2 separate regions of the Mus musculus genome follow, and region 1 is linked to region 2. A link is a contact called in public promoter capture Hi-C data. All regions are on one chromosome and are shown on one strand. The core of a region is the stretch at or near the end of the contact, and the rest is flanking DNA. Distances in the headings are between cores, read along the strand shown. Region 1 overlaps Cdc27 (cell division cycle 27). Region 2 overlaps Kansl1 (KAT8 regulatory NSL complex subunit 1).

What was found. Capture Hi-C pulls out chosen DNA fragments and counts their contacts.
Region 1: a contact with region 2 is called in a promoter capture Hi-C map of liver. The contact joins two enhancer-like sites. A contact is called at or near these places in 3 of 9 other capture datasets (adipose tissue, liver and pancreatic islet).

The regions. Positions count from the first base shown.
Region 1 is chr11:104,509,944-104,512,678 of GRCm38.p6, forward strand. It overlaps Cdc27 (cell division cycle 27), which reads right to left. Exons shown (of 19, transcript NM_145436.2): 16 at 228-356. Among named protein-coding and RNA genes, the nearest start is that of Cdc27, 39 kb to the right of the region's middle. Within about 2 kb of position 1,333, at least 8 of the 459 cell types and tissues checked have an H3K27ac peak or open chromatin away from gene starts, as enhancers often do. A contact at or near this core is called in liver, where this site is marked.
Region 2 is chr11:104,356,791-104,359,652 of GRCm38.p6, forward strand. It overlaps Kansl1 (KAT8 regulatory NSL complex subunit 1), which reads right to left. Exons shown (of 15, transcript NM_001372459.1): 5 at 691-806; 6 at 1-86. Among named protein-coding and RNA genes, the nearest start is that of Kansl1, 84 kb to the right of the region's middle. Within about 2 kb of position 1,586, at least 6 of the 459 cell types and tissues checked have an H3K27ac peak or open chromatin away from gene starts, as enhancers often do. A contact at or near this core is called in liver, where this site is marked.

The sequences.
Region 1 (2,735 bases), core at 83-2,582, 150 kb after region 2:
GACTTATTTATTATATGTGAGTACACTGAAACTGCTTCAGACACACCAGAAGAGGGTGTCAGATCTCATTACAGATGGTTGTGAGCCACCAAGTGGTTGCTGGGATTTGAACTCAGGACCTCTAGAAGGGTCAATGCTCTTAACTGCTGAGCCATCTCTTCAGACTGTTTTTGTTTTTTTTTTAAAGAGACATAATACAGTGTGGAAGAAACTGATATAAATCTCACCTTGTATTTTTCATTTGCAAATAAAACCGAGGCTCTGTGAAATTTGCATAGAGGGTTCTTGGGATCGATAACAATGGCTTTGTTTAGGGTATCCAAAGCCTTCTCAGACTTCTTTAGTGCATGCTGAACCTGTAAGAAATAAAGACTCGTCTTGATATTAATGAAGAAAGCCGATAATTTAAACCTGTGGCGAAGAATTGGCTTTGGCTCCCAGCAGGTCGCTCTTGTAGCCACCTGTCAGAGCCCTCTGGATTCTCAAATGAAAGACACAGTTCATTTGATATGCCTTGACTAGCCAGCTCAAGGGTTAGTCAATGGCTTGAAGCTTAATGGCTAGAAGCTCAATGGCACTTCTAAATTTCCCTGAGGCTAGCAAACGCCGCCCTCCGGTATTCCCGAGTTAATATCTTTTAAAATCTATATTTCACCTCTGCTACCTCAGACCCACCTGGGGAAGTGACCTCTAGGGCCACTTTCCTGGATTCTTGCACGTCGGCAGGCCCTTAAGTTTCATTTTTCTCCTGCCCTGTGATTCTCTCCTCTCTTTCTCCCAGCCCCTTGCCTGTGGAATCTAAAAGTCCTGCCTCTGTCTTCCAGCCCAGCCATTGGATGTATGGCAATTCTTTATTATCAACTGAAGCCAGCAGGGGGCAGTGACTCTCAGGGCTGGAAGCACAGCTTTTTGGGAGCCAAAATAAGACAAGCATTAGAATCTATCTCACTTTTTCTGTCCAAATTAAAAAACAAACCCAAAAACCTCTTCTCTTAGATATAAATTGAACATAACCATAACAATTGTATAGATAACAAACTATAATATATAATTAACATCCAGTCCATTATAATTGTCAAATAAAGCACTCTATCATCTGTCCTAACTTAAAGAGCTTACAAGTCTATATCTAAGTTTTGAAGATAAAACTTTTAGCAATCAGGCTGTGTAATCTAACTGGATTGTCTACAGGGGTTTAAGTGTCCTAAGTAATTCATTACTACCTGTGTTGTTTAGAACAAGAACGATTCATGTTTGAGTACTGGTAGGGCTGTTTGGATAGGATTGGGAGACCTGGTCTTGTTGGAGGGGGTGTCACTGAGGGCAGGCTTAGAGGTTTCAAAAGACCAGTCCATCCCAGTTTCTTTTGTTCCTTTGCTCCACCACCCTGAACTTTAATCCCCTGAAACTGTAGCCAAATTAAACACTTTCCAAGTTGCCTTGGTCTTGGTATTTTATCACAGCAACAGAAAGATTAGACACAAAGTGATTAACATATTATCTGTAATTTTTTCTAAGTCTAGCAAGTGCTCCATTTCAAAGAGCACTGAGGGCCAGAAAAACTCATCTGTGGGTGAAGACCTTAATCATAGTTCAATTCCCAGAACCCATGCACCCATGTAAGGTAGAACAAGAACCAATGTGACTGTCCCCTGACTCTCCCCCCAAAAAATAATTTTTTAAAAAAGCATCCTGTGCCGGGCGGTGGTGGCGCACGCCTTTAATCCCAGCACTTGGAAGGCAGAGGCAGGCGGATCTCTGAGTTCGAGGCCAGCCTGGTCTACAGAGTGAGTTCCAGGACAGCCAGAGCTATACAGAGAAACCCTGTCTCGAAAAACCATCCTGAACTCCAGAGATGTTAAATAATTTCTTACAGGATTAAAACCTAGGTCCTCAGACTTCTAACCCACCAGTGGAAGCCGAGGATGATACTCATGATTCAATATTTTAAAAAAGATTGATTCTGAATTACTTGTGTGTGTGTGTGTGTGTGTGTGTGTGTGTGTGTGTGTGTGTGTGTGTGTGTGTGTGTGTGTGTGTGTGTGTGTGTGTGGAGCTGGAATTACAGGCGGTTGTGAGCTGCCTGAAGTAGATGCTAGGTACCAAACTTGGGTCCTCTGCTTAACCACTGAGCCACTTCTCCAGCCCCATGATTTGATCTTTACAGCAGATAATTACCATGAAGTCTAAAAGTAAAACTTGGTTTTACCCTTCACAAGAAAAGCAGATAACACACTTTTAAAGGATTATTATGACCCTCTAAATATTAACCTGTGTTCAAAGAACTTGTTCATGAATCCCGTGTCACTCAATTACACCTTACAGCCTGGAGTATGTAAAACTGTCTCAAAACAAAACAAAACCCAAAATGAGTCACTGGAAAGACGGTCAATGCTTTTGTCTAAGTGCAGCTTGTTTGGTCCCAGCACTCATGTCAGGTGGCTCACAACTGTCTATAACTCCAGCTTCAGGAGACCTGATGCCTTTGGCTTCTCTGGGCATCAGTTAAGTAACGAAACAAAACATCATCTGAGACACACACACACACACACACCAAAACAAAACAAAAAACAAATAGAAAGAGTATACAAACACAGGGACTTCCCCCAGCTCCTCCTCTCTGGATCTGGAGCCTCACAGTAGCTCCGAGCTGGCCTTAAACTTGCTTTGTTTGATGAGAATGACCTTCAGTGTGAGTCACCTGCTCCTCCTCCTCCCTCTAAGAAGTGTTAGGC
Region 2 (2,862 bases), core at 336-2,835:
CTAAATTCAGCCTTTGCTTTTTATGTAATTGTTCCTCAGCATCAGAGCTGTCACCTGGAACTTGGTCTGCCAGGACAGGCTGAAGACTACAAAAGGGGAGGAAGATACTTACTTTTCAGAACACAGAGGAAACAAAGGCTGTACTGTGGGTTCCTTCTCCTGACTTTTAAATGTTCACAGACACAACAGGTCAACTCTGGATAACAATGCACATTAATCTAAGTGTGTTAATATTTTGTCTATGCTTAGTCAGCAGGCTGTCAGTGCACAATATCTATTATGTCTGCAAGGTGCAAAGGTCAATTTTTCATCCGTAAGTTTTTCTTCCATAATACAAATGTGACTAACAAAAGGTAAGAAAACAATTTTGCAAATATTAATGAGCAGTCACAGTTCTATAAATAATGAATTCTAAGGATAATATGTATTCATATGCTCATGGAACCTATTAAGAACCTTCAAATAATTTGTAGGACTTTGTTTTACTCCATGGCCAGTCCCTTTTAGACAATGGTAGGTACAAGGGATTGCATGAACATACTAAATAAAGTATACTTGGCATAGTATAAAACATACAAAGTATGAATGAGTGGTAGGGTTTTTCCAATCTTGGCTGGGAATAACTAGGGGCTACAAATTCCACATTTATAAGAGTATTACGTTTTAGAAGTAGAAGAGCTAAAACATTACCTGTTAACAACTCCATTGACAGGTCGCGGTGCTCCACATGATTTGGTAGACAATGACTCTGTAATATTACTAACAAGGATACCATGGTTTTCTGATGGCTGAGAAACAGACTCAATCTGAGTAAAGAAAAGAGACAAAACACATTAATATTTATCTCAGCAGAGCCAGATGGTAGTAGTGCATGACTTTAATCCCAGCACTTGAGAGGTGGAGGCAGAGGCAGGCAGATCTGAGTTTAAGGCCTCCCTGGTCTACAGAAGGAGTCCCAAAACAGCCAAGGCTACACAAAACTCTCTCTCAAAACAAAACAAACAAAACCCTATTTATCCCAGCATCACCACGTCATTGAAATTTCTGACAGTGAACTTCAAAACCAAACCAAACCATGACGGGAATATAGTAATCAAGACAATTAGCTCTGGAGAAAAAAGGAACCCAAATGTTTATCAGATTACAAATAGTGCATACATATATACTGACAGAGGAAGGACCTCAACATAATTTTATAAAACAAAAGTTAAGCAAAACAATTACAGAGTAACACAACTCTTCCAAAAAGGGTAAATAACAATCAAGAGAGCCAAAAGGAAATTTCAGTATTATTAACTTTAGATGCTATAATATAAAAATTTGTTTTTCAAAAACTGTTAAACTTCATAGTGCTGGGAATCAAAACCAGTGCCAGAGCATGTCTGACAAATGCTGCAACACAGATCTAGAATCCTCAGTTGTATTTTATTTTAAAATAGCTCCATGGATGGACAGGACAGGACAGAAAACACACACACACACACACACACACACACACACACACACACACACACACACACACACACACATACACACACATACATTTGGCTTTCCCCCACTGAGAAAGGGTGTCTCTATGTAGCCCTAGCTGTCCTGGATCTTGAGTACATCAGACTGGCCTTGAACTCAAAGATCTGTCTGGCTCTGCCTGAGTGTTACTACCCAGATTGCAAACATTATTTTTTGACAGAAAACTAAATTAAAATCTCAAATGATGGCTGGGGAGATGGATTAGTTAGTAAAGTGCTGTCCAAATATGTGATAACCTGAGTTCAGATCCCTGAACAAACACTAAACTCAAGTAGTTCACATAAAGAAGTTAAGTGCAGAGACTAGAGACCCACACCTTTAATCCCAGCACTTACACAATAAAACATTAACTCAAAACAAACAAAACAAACAAACCAACCAACCACCCCCTACCCCCAAATCAAGCAAAGACTGTTTACTACTCTTGCAGTCTAGCTCCTAACACTCATATCTAGTGTCTCACAACTACTTGTAATTACAGACCCAGGGGATTTGACTCCCTTTTCTGACCTCTGTAGGCACTGCACTGATGTGAAAAACCGCACTCAGACACAAACATATGCACATAATTGAAAATAAAAAACAGAAATAAGAGGCTAGAGAGAGAGTTCAGAATTAAGATTATGAATGTTCTTCTAAAGGCCCAAGTTTGATTGCTGGCACCCACATGCCAGTTCACAACCACCTACAGCACCAATTCCAGGGGATCCTATGCGCCCTTTTGGTCTCCACAAGTAACAGAAACTCATGTGGTGCACAGAATTACGTGGTTGAAAAATACTCATATACATAAAAAACAATAAAATCGCATCCTAGAAATGTGGGTAATGTGAATATAGTCGGAGAGAAGACAGACAGGCAGACTCTGGAGTATGCTGTTCGGCCAGCCTAGATGAGTGTCAATCCACTGAGAGACACTGTCTCGAGAGAGAAGTGTAGTTACTAGGACATCCAGTGTTGCCTCCTGCCTCAGCACTTACATGGACACACATACGCACCCACTTGCACACATACACAGAAATTTCAAATGAAATCATCTCCTACTGTTTTATTTTCTATCTGGTTCTATGGATCAAACCCAGAACCTTGTGCATGGTAGACTAACAACTACCTTTATAGAAATCAAATATATATTTAGAATACAAATAAGGAAGCTGTTTAAGGAAACTCCATTAAATATAAAACAAATTTTATAATTACAGGTTATATATACTTCAGAAAAGGTGAGAGAGCTAGGAGTATGGTGGTAATCCTATCATCCAGGAGGTAAAGGCAGGACAAACAACCAAATGGAGGTGGGAGTGAGGAGTGAGTTTGAGTGTCAATCATATC